Linked DNA regions of Mus musculus: regions 1 and 2 are each linked to region 3. Evidence: chromatin contacts called from public Hi-C and HiChIP or PLAC-seq data. All regions are on one chromosome and are shown on one strand. The core of a region is the stretch at or near the end of the contact, and the rest is flanking DNA. Distances in the headings are between cores, read along the strand shown.

What was found. A called contact is a pair of places that touch in the nucleus more often than the background predicts. HiChIP or PLAC-seq counts read pairs in DNA pulled down with a chosen protein or histone mark.
Region 1: a contact with region 3 is called in an H3K27ac HiChIP or PLAC-seq map of large pre-B cells, with 3 times the contacts expected there. The contact joins two enhancer-like sites. A contact is called at or near these places in 2 of 15 datasets of contacts at CTCF or cohesin (the NIH/3T3 cell line and large pre-B cells), 11 of 484 Hi-C or Micro-C datasets (the 63-12 cell line, the C10 cell line, the HPC-7 cell line and 6 more) and 3 of 115 datasets of contacts at active chromatin or transcription factors (bone marrow-derived macrophages, fibro-adipogenic progenitors and large pre-B cells).
Region 2: a contact with region 3 is called in a Hi-C map of pro-B cells, with 4 times the contacts expected there. The contact joins two enhancer-like sites. A contact is called at or near these places in 7 of 39 promoter capture datasets (the 3T3-L1 cell line, 3T3-L1-derived adipocytes, hippocampal neurons and 3 more), 7 of 484 Hi-C or Micro-C datasets (3T3-L1-derived adipocytes, B cells, cerebellum and 4 more) and 1 of 115 datasets of contacts at active chromatin or transcription factors (large pre-B cells).

Annotation. Positions count from the first base shown.
Region 1 is chr16:24,642,220-24,644,919 of GRCm38.p6, reverse strand. The region is part of intron 5 of Lpp (LIM domain containing preferred translocation partner in lipoma); the gene reads right to left. Among named protein-coding and RNA genes, the nearest start is that of Mir28a, 180 kb to the left of the region's middle. Within about 2 kb of position 1,364, at least 12 of the 459 cell types and tissues checked have an H3K27ac peak or open chromatin away from gene starts, as enhancers often do. A contact at or near this core is called in pro-B cells, where this site is marked.
Region 2 is chr16:25,957,576-25,960,275 of GRCm38.p6, reverse strand. It overlaps P3h2 (prolyl 3-hydroxylase 2), which reads left to right. Exons shown (of 15, transcript NM_173379.3): 15 at 1-992. Among named protein-coding and RNA genes, the nearest start is that of P3h2, 150 kb to the left of the region's middle. Within about 2 kb of position 1,400, at least 67 of the 459 cell types and tissues checked have an H3K27ac peak or open chromatin away from gene starts, as enhancers often do. A contact at or near this core is called in B cells, pre-B cells and pro-B cells, where this site is marked.
Region 3 is chr16:25,248,079-25,250,778 of GRCm38.p6, reverse strand. No RefSeq gene overlaps it. Among named protein-coding and RNA genes, the nearest start is that of Tprg, 37 kb to the left of the region's middle. Within about 2 kb of position 1,313, at least 81 of the 459 cell types and tissues checked have an H3K27ac peak or open chromatin away from gene starts, as enhancers often do. A contact at or near this core is called in B cells, pre-B cells and pro-B cells, where this site is marked.

The DNA of each region.
Region 1 (2,700 bases), core at 115-2,614, 610 kb after region 3:
GTGGGAGGCTTTTCTTTACACCACTGCATCGATTTAAAAAGAAAAGGCCTCCAAAGGATTCTGATGCTGCCCAGGATAGGATGGTCCACACCAGAATCAGGGACCAGAGAGCTACTTTGTGACTTTAAGGAGAAGATAACAAATGGAATGAGAGGTAGAATATATCTAGCAGATACATGCAACAACAAAAACAAAAAGCAAGCCACCCTATAACCATATTTACTTCTTTGGACATGTTACAGCTGACACTAGGTAATACAGAATATGAGCCTGAACTACCCTGATGATACAGCTGGGAATATTAAGCTTGTTTGGAAAACCTACAAAGAGTTTCACAGAAACATTGGCAATAACATATCACTTCAGTGTATCTGCGTTTGCTAAGTGCCTGATGCTTGACCGTGAAAGAAAACTAGAAAGTCACTGGCTTGAGAAAGTGAAAACTACCTATAACTGCACATGTTCAAGGCGGGGTGAGGAGGAGAAATACTGTGATACAGATTAAAGCTTTGTAAGTGCCAGGCACTTGCTTAATAGCTTTTAAAGACGCTTTCAACACCAATGGTTTATGACTCCGTGACTCAAAATGTGAGGGCGAATTAACAGCAAAGAGACAGACTGTTTCCAACCTGAGTAGCCAGAAAATAGCCCGATGTTATGGCAGGGCAGTTAGCCTAACTGCAAGAAGGCACTCATTGAGCATTTACCATAACACATAATTCTCTAGGCAAGATCAGGCAAAGAGAACTCAGTAACTCGTGCTGCTAATGACTGACCTCCCTCATACCAAAACCCCATGGCCATATTGGAAATTAAGCAATTCAGTAGTTGTTTTCAAAGTAGACTCCCAGCGTACAGTATTTTCCACGTGCCACTCAGTTGTCACAGGGGAGTATAAAGGACTCCAGACCTTTGGAAATTCCCCCCAGGAATCCGTGAACTTCCTGTATAGAAACAGCTTCACCTTCGAGCTTGCTGGTTGCCTAAAGGTTTGGTGGGTAGAAAGGCATGAAGACGAGCGAGTACTGGCTGCCCAGGCCAAAGGCAACTGAGATGGAGGTGGTGCAACAAGAAACCTGAAATTGAGGTGTACACATTTCCATCCTTTACAATAAAAACCAAGGAAAATACCAAATTACCAAGATGGAAAATTCCCACCGTGAGCAACAAGACTGAGCAAGAAGAGAAAAACAAGCTATGCGGTCACGGGAAACACACATCCCCCTGCTAAGAAAACACACATATTCCCACGAAGAACTCTTTCCTTCTGAATAGAGCTAAAGGTGCAAGAACTAGTTTGATAGAGACATTATATTACCTAGACAAACCTGAACTGGATTATCTGTTTGTTTATTAGATTATGGCTTTAGGCTCATTGTTTCCTGCTAAGAGCCCTTGACATGAGCCGATACACACATTCCTTGGAAGGAAGGCTTTGTGGTTGTATTTTATGGTGCTTAGGCTCTTGAAAAGACTTGTGAATGCAGTCACCCCAGAGGATTAAATCTCTGGGGCCACCTCATTGGGAGGATCCAGTTCATTTCACACAGCCTCAAATAGGACATATGAGCTTTTTGCACCCAACACCAACTTATTCCCTGTGGAATTTCTCATAGTAACCCTCACCCGCTGATCTTGGTCACCACCCAAACACCAGATCCTGGGTGCCAATAAATTGGAAATCAAAGCAAGGTAAATTGGAAGTGAAAGTCAACTAGGTTTCACTTCTGTCTGGCCACCCAAAGGGGAGAAACGCTGTCCTGGCATTTCTGTCAAACCATCAGGCAAAATCGTTCTCCCAAAAATAAATACCAGAGTGTATCAACCACAGCTTCTGACTCTATATAACAAACAAACAAACAAACAAACAAATGATGTCATTCATTTACCATCTACTTACTTTGTTGATCTCTTCATTTTAATAGGAAAGCTTTTGTTCGTATGCCTCAGACTGGATTGGAACGAGGCTATGATATAGAAATCTTCTGAGGACAGGGGTCTTAACATTCTAGGATTCCCAACAACTTCTCATCCCAAGCCAGCAGGGGCATAAACATGAGAAGGACACATTTCTAGAAACAGCACTCCTGACAAAGCTCTCAAACACCTGTGGCCTTTGTTTCTCTGATATTCTAGGGATTGGGCGGTGTTGTACTCTTAATCCTCTCGGTTATAAAACAAGTCTAAGTGTTGATCTTCTGTGCCAGCGAGGATTTATCCTACAGAGTTTTCTGTTTTGTTTTGGTTTTTGGTGCCTACGTTAAAAAAAAAAACAAAAAACAAAAAACGAAAGTATCTTGAAAACAAAGTATCTCAGTATCTTATTGATTACCAATACAGGCCAATATTGTTTGAACTAAGCTTAGAGAAAGCAGTAAGACACACCTGAAGACTGGTTCCTCCAGTTCCCTAACTGTCCTCTATGGAGTCCATTCTATCGCCACTGGACAATACAAATTTGTTTTAAATGGGATGTTCTAAACAGCCCAGCATGCGATGAGCATGGGAGTCATCGCCTAAAACACAGAGAGTCGATGGAACTAATTGTAAATTCTACTTCATGTTAATTCATATAAATTAGATATAAACTAAAACTCAAAATCATGACTAGCAGCTAGCATATCACATGTCAGGGAATTATCTCTACTACATAAAGAAGATGACTCATTCCATTTTCCAAGGACAAAATTCATGTTTGGA
Region 2 (2,700 bases), core at 151-2,650, 710 kb before region 3:
AATTAACAGGATACTAAGAGTCGTTAGATTTCTCCCCCTGTTCCCAACTTCGCTTCATTTGCTTTCTTCTGGTCTTCATTGTTTTGCTTCAGTTCATCATTCAGAGCCCATTCACACCCTCAAGCACACACCGCACTGAGTCACAACACCCACACTCTTCATGTCACACCAGTAAACATGCAACAGAATTTACACTACAGAAGTGCACACAGGCCATGTACACATGGCACAAACTCCCAAATACGCCACACATACATAAGACAAACATAAACATACAGAAACACATACCACCCAGATACACAAACACTACATGGCACACACACACACACACACACACACACACACACACACACACACACACACACAGTTACTTTGCAGCATATTCAGAATATCAACATGATCAGCCTGCACTCAGCACCCCACAGCTAGAGTGTGCCCCGAGGTCTAAAGATAGGATGTGAATTGGTCTCAGGCTTCTATGGTTTGCTGCCTTTCCCCCATCACCTTTCATGGTTCCATTGGCTGAGAGTTCAGACTCTTCACAGCAAGTTTGCCTTGTGTCTACAGGAGCTCCCAGGACACAGTCTGCCAAGTCCCAAGAATCACAGAGAACAGCATCTTTCAGGCTTGAGGAAGCCACCACTGGATTAAGGACTATGGCACGGGGTCCCCTTGGGTAGAATGTTAGGACTGGTGTTTTCAAATGAAGTTCTGATTCCCCTCCACAGTGCTCTGTAAGAGGGGACACCTAAACAGGGGTTCCAGCAGTGTAGGTTCACCCCCAGTGGTGATGGAAGAATGAATACCTTAAATTGCCCTGCCCTAGGCACTATTGCTGCTGGAGAGGGGCTCCTGCTGGTATAAATTCAGAGCTGTTTCTCACAGGCTGCACCTCAATGGCTTCTGTTGGGCAGCCTCCTCTTCCTGCTGCTGTCAGCTCACACAGGCATGCTGTGTCTGAAGTGTTTAATAAAGGGATCCTTGTTACAGAACTTGTCTTCCGATGCACACCTATTTTATCTTCCAATGATGTTTTTGTAACTATCTGGGACAACCCAGGAACACATGGACCATGACAACTCTGCCAGCAGACAGTGGTCTGCAAGAAAGTGGGTAACTTGCTTTGGAGGGAACAAGACTGGCTAGCGAGCTGGAGTGTTAATTCAGAGAACTCAAAGACTTCGGGGTTCACTGCAAAGGCTCTGCTCTCAGACCACACCCACTGTTGCAATGTGCTCCAGTAAAGGGGGAGGTTCACTTTCTGCCACTTGTGATCTGGTTAGGGCTAAGAAGACTTTGCTCGGTGGAACTGAGAAATTCAACTTCAGTGCTGTGTGCTGTTGGCCTACCACTGCCAAACCAGAATTCAGGATGTATCTCTGCCGTGGAAGACTGGGCAAAGCTCTCAATTCCCGGGTGACCTAAAGCAACTAACTCGCTTCCTCTTTCTGGACTCCAGTTCCTCTTCTGAAAATGGTGTCATTCATTATAATTGTTTCCAAAACCCTATGCCTTCCTCAAGATTCAAACTGAACATAAACCAATAGCAAGACTAATATTAGAAATATTAAAAAATACAAGCAAGTTTTTTTCTGCTAACATCTGAGAGTGGCAAGTGACGTCACCACAGGGCTACTACAGGGCTATGAAACTTTTACCCCGACTTTAGGGTTGACAGTTCGTGATATGTGAAGCAGTTAATTTGTTTGCTCTTCACTGCAAAGCACTTGCTGGCACAAAAACTCCATGATAGACAGATCTGGGCAAGGATCTAATTTCTGTTTTCTGGTTACAAGACATCAACAAAGAAATCAGACCTTGGCTCTGCACAGTTCTTGTTTCCTGGGTGCGCTCGTGCCCTGGGAGAGGCAGCAGCTTCAGCACAGAATGTGCCATCCAGCCCATAGAAAGTGGGTAAGCGCCTCAGTAGATGCCGCCACTGTTGTGTGCGATCCCATCGTGTGTCACGCTGACAGCAGGGAGTGGTTGTTCCCGTTCTGCTGGTTGGCCATGTTGCTTTACACCTGGAACATCGAAGATCTACTAAAGCATTCATTTTTTTAATCTGCTCCACATCAAACCATGCATAATTTCATTCAAATATTTAGGGAGTGCCATCGAATGACTTAGGAAAGCCAAACTCAGAAATTAGAGTCTATATGTTAAATAGTCCTGTTTGCAAATAAGTGGAAAATCCCATTCGAATATTTGTAGTTATAAGGGCTGAAGAAAGCCAAAGAGATTACAATCCAGTTGCCTCTTTCACTTTGGGCAAAAACTGAGGCTCCGACATGATGCTGTGATGACTGAGTTAGAGCAGACAGGAGTAGGACTGAAGCCACCGCTGTTGGAATAGGGGATGCAAGAATGCCTTGCCTGTGAGGCTGAAATCTAGATGCAGGGCTCCCTCTACCTAGAGAATTTGTACGTTTACCTCTTTGGCCAAAGATGGAACTTGCCTCTCTCATCCATGCCTCTGCAGGTCTAGATCCTTCCACCAGGGCCACCTTTTCCCTTGTTTACACACATGGACCCTAAGCTCACAGCAGAGTAAATAACAAAGTCTTACTTTTTTATCACTTAAGGACCATTTGTCCTTTCCTTTTTCAAAGTTCTATATTTCAAAGGCTGGTTTTCATCATCATAATACTGTATCGAACAGATATAACACTAAATATGGTCTTTCCTGGAGAATGCACA
Region 3 (2,700 bases), core at 64-2,563:
TACCCTATGGCCTTTTGAGCATTATGTATCATTTAATGTATCATCTATTAGGCCATCTGTAAGACATGGATGATGACAGGAAGGATTCATTGGCTGGCTTTGTTTGTTTGCTTGCTTGCTTATTAAAGAGAATGCTGGCAACAGGTGCTTCTTGTTCCAGACATACAGCTAGACTGTTGTCCCATCCTCATTTCACACATGAGGAATGCAGGACCCAGTGGGAACAGGTGACTCACCCACCCTCAGACAGGAAGCCAGGGCACAGCTGCCTGACAGAAGTTCAGTGTTGCAGGGATCCCAAGGGCCAAGACTCAGGGTGAAATCAAAGCTGTGTGATAGCTAACACCAAATGTCAATTCGACCAGAACTTGAGTCGGTATGGAAACGATCCTTTAAATAAGTCTAGATTTGGTTCATTGAGGTGGAAAAAGACACCCTGAAAGTGGAAGGTATGATTCTATGGGCTGGGGTTTCGATTTGAATGAAATGAGAAAGTGAGGTTGAACATCTTTCATTATGCCTGCTTCCTGATTACAGATGTAATAGGACGCATCGCCTCCTGCACCTACCCTGCCACCATGGCCTGTGTACTCTGGAACTTTAGGTCTAAATTCATACTTCCTCTGTAGGTCACTTTAGCTGGGAATTTTATCACAGCAGATAGAAAAGCTACTAGCGTAGGTTGGAAAGGAAATGTGGAGCAAGTAGTGAACCTGTGTCAGTCAAAACCACCAATGTCAAACACATGGTGCAGGTAACTTTTCCCTCACTGCCTGTCCCCTATGTCTATCAAATGGAAATTATGCATTTGTCATTTTCAATCACCTGACTATATAGTTTTCCAGGTCCCATCTACTCAGCTCAATGACCTTAACACACACCAAAACATGTACTGGTAAAAAACATTTTATGTTGCTATCCTCCAGCGATTAGATCTATCGATGTCATCGTCTCTCCTATGTGCTTTCTAAGTTCAGGGGCTTACGTTGTGCTGGACAAGCATCCAAGTGACAGCAGATGTAGTTGGCCTTCCTGAGCTTGCTTCATTCTACCTCCCATGGTTGGAGTTCCCATCTTTCCGTAGTCTCTGTTTCTTGCCTCCCTGTTTCCACAGCATACAGAGTCCAGACCTTTAATGGCACTCAGGCTCCGACACCGGGTCCCATTCGTTCATTCCAATTTTCCATGTTCTTCTTCCTCACATATACACTAAATTTTAAGCTATACCCAGACTCAGTGTTAAAGTCTAAATTCAGGAGGCCAAACTGGCTTGTCTACCTAGTAGGAACCACTAGAATGTTCCTCTGTTCTGCCACACCCTCTCAGTCTCAGACTTGCCCTGTTGAAAGCATCACCTTCCTCGTAGTTTCAAAACACGTGCCCTTGCCTTCCTCCTACCTCCTTAGATGGCCCTTTGCCAATCTCTCTCTGTGCCCTGGAGTGTGAGCCTGGAGGAACAACTTGCATTACTTGAGATGAAATTAGATGCAGATGCTAGAAGGGAGTAATACTATAGAAAGAAGCAGAAGAAAAAAACAAACCAAGCATACAAACAAACCACCAGCTTTTGGCTTCCGATGAAAGTATGTCTACATAGCTTCAAATCAGAGCTGTGCGGCTGGTTCTCCAGAGTAGCACCTGGAACGCTGTTTACCAACCCTTTCTCTTGTCTGTTCAGTTGCTTGCGATGCTTTGAAGTCTGCAAAAACTACTATCTCCAATCAGAGCTGGGTTTCCTCTCCAGACAGGAAGACTGCCCTTCAACAGAGAAGCTATGCTTCTATTTGTGGTCTGACTATAGCTATGACTCATCCAGTCAAGCCAGAGGCTGTTTTGATCCTTCGCTGTCCAGAGTCTGTTTACAGTTGTAATTTTCTCTCTTTCCTTTCGTCTTGCTCTCTCCACTCTTCTGAATTATCAGAAGAGTCATACACATTTGACAAGTAGAACCTGTACAGGAGAGAGTATTACAAGTGAACACACTTTCTCATGACACCCACAAATAAATGCTTGTGTTTACAGGTCTGATGACGGAGTTCCAGTAATGACTTGGCCTTTTTTTTTTTTACTTGATTAAATATTCCCCTGGGCCTGCCAGTCTGGACTTCGGTTATTTAACGAGGACGTTGGAACACAACCTCAAGACGTCTGCAAAACTGACCTTTTCTTAAGGTTTACTCCCAGAGCAAAGTAAAGCTTGCGTTAGACTGGATGGCTCCGGGATACCAGTTTGTAATTCACGCTCCTCAAATCCCACCAGAACCACGGAGAACCATGGGGCATATGATGGAAATTCCACGTTGCACTTGGAGAAATGGAAATTAAAGAGGAGAAGGCAACTTGTCACAAGTCACAAGAGTAGTCACAACACAACAGTGTCTCACTGAAGGGCTTGCACTGAACATCGATCAGCTCGAGGTTGACTGTCCACAGTGTACAAACTTCCTGGGTCATTTTATGGCACTGCTATGCACTCTCTTCTCTTCTGCTCAGGAATGTCACTGGCTAGAGGGACCATGGACCAGAGCAGGTAAAATGAAAGACAAGCACAAAACTGACCTATTTTTTTAAGAGCTGTCTTACTGTTAGACTTGGACACGATACAGAACACTCTTAAGAGCCATGAGTGATCTGAAAGTGTACCACCTCAGAGGCGCCACACCTACCTCCTCTCCTCTAGACCTTCATTTTCAGACCATT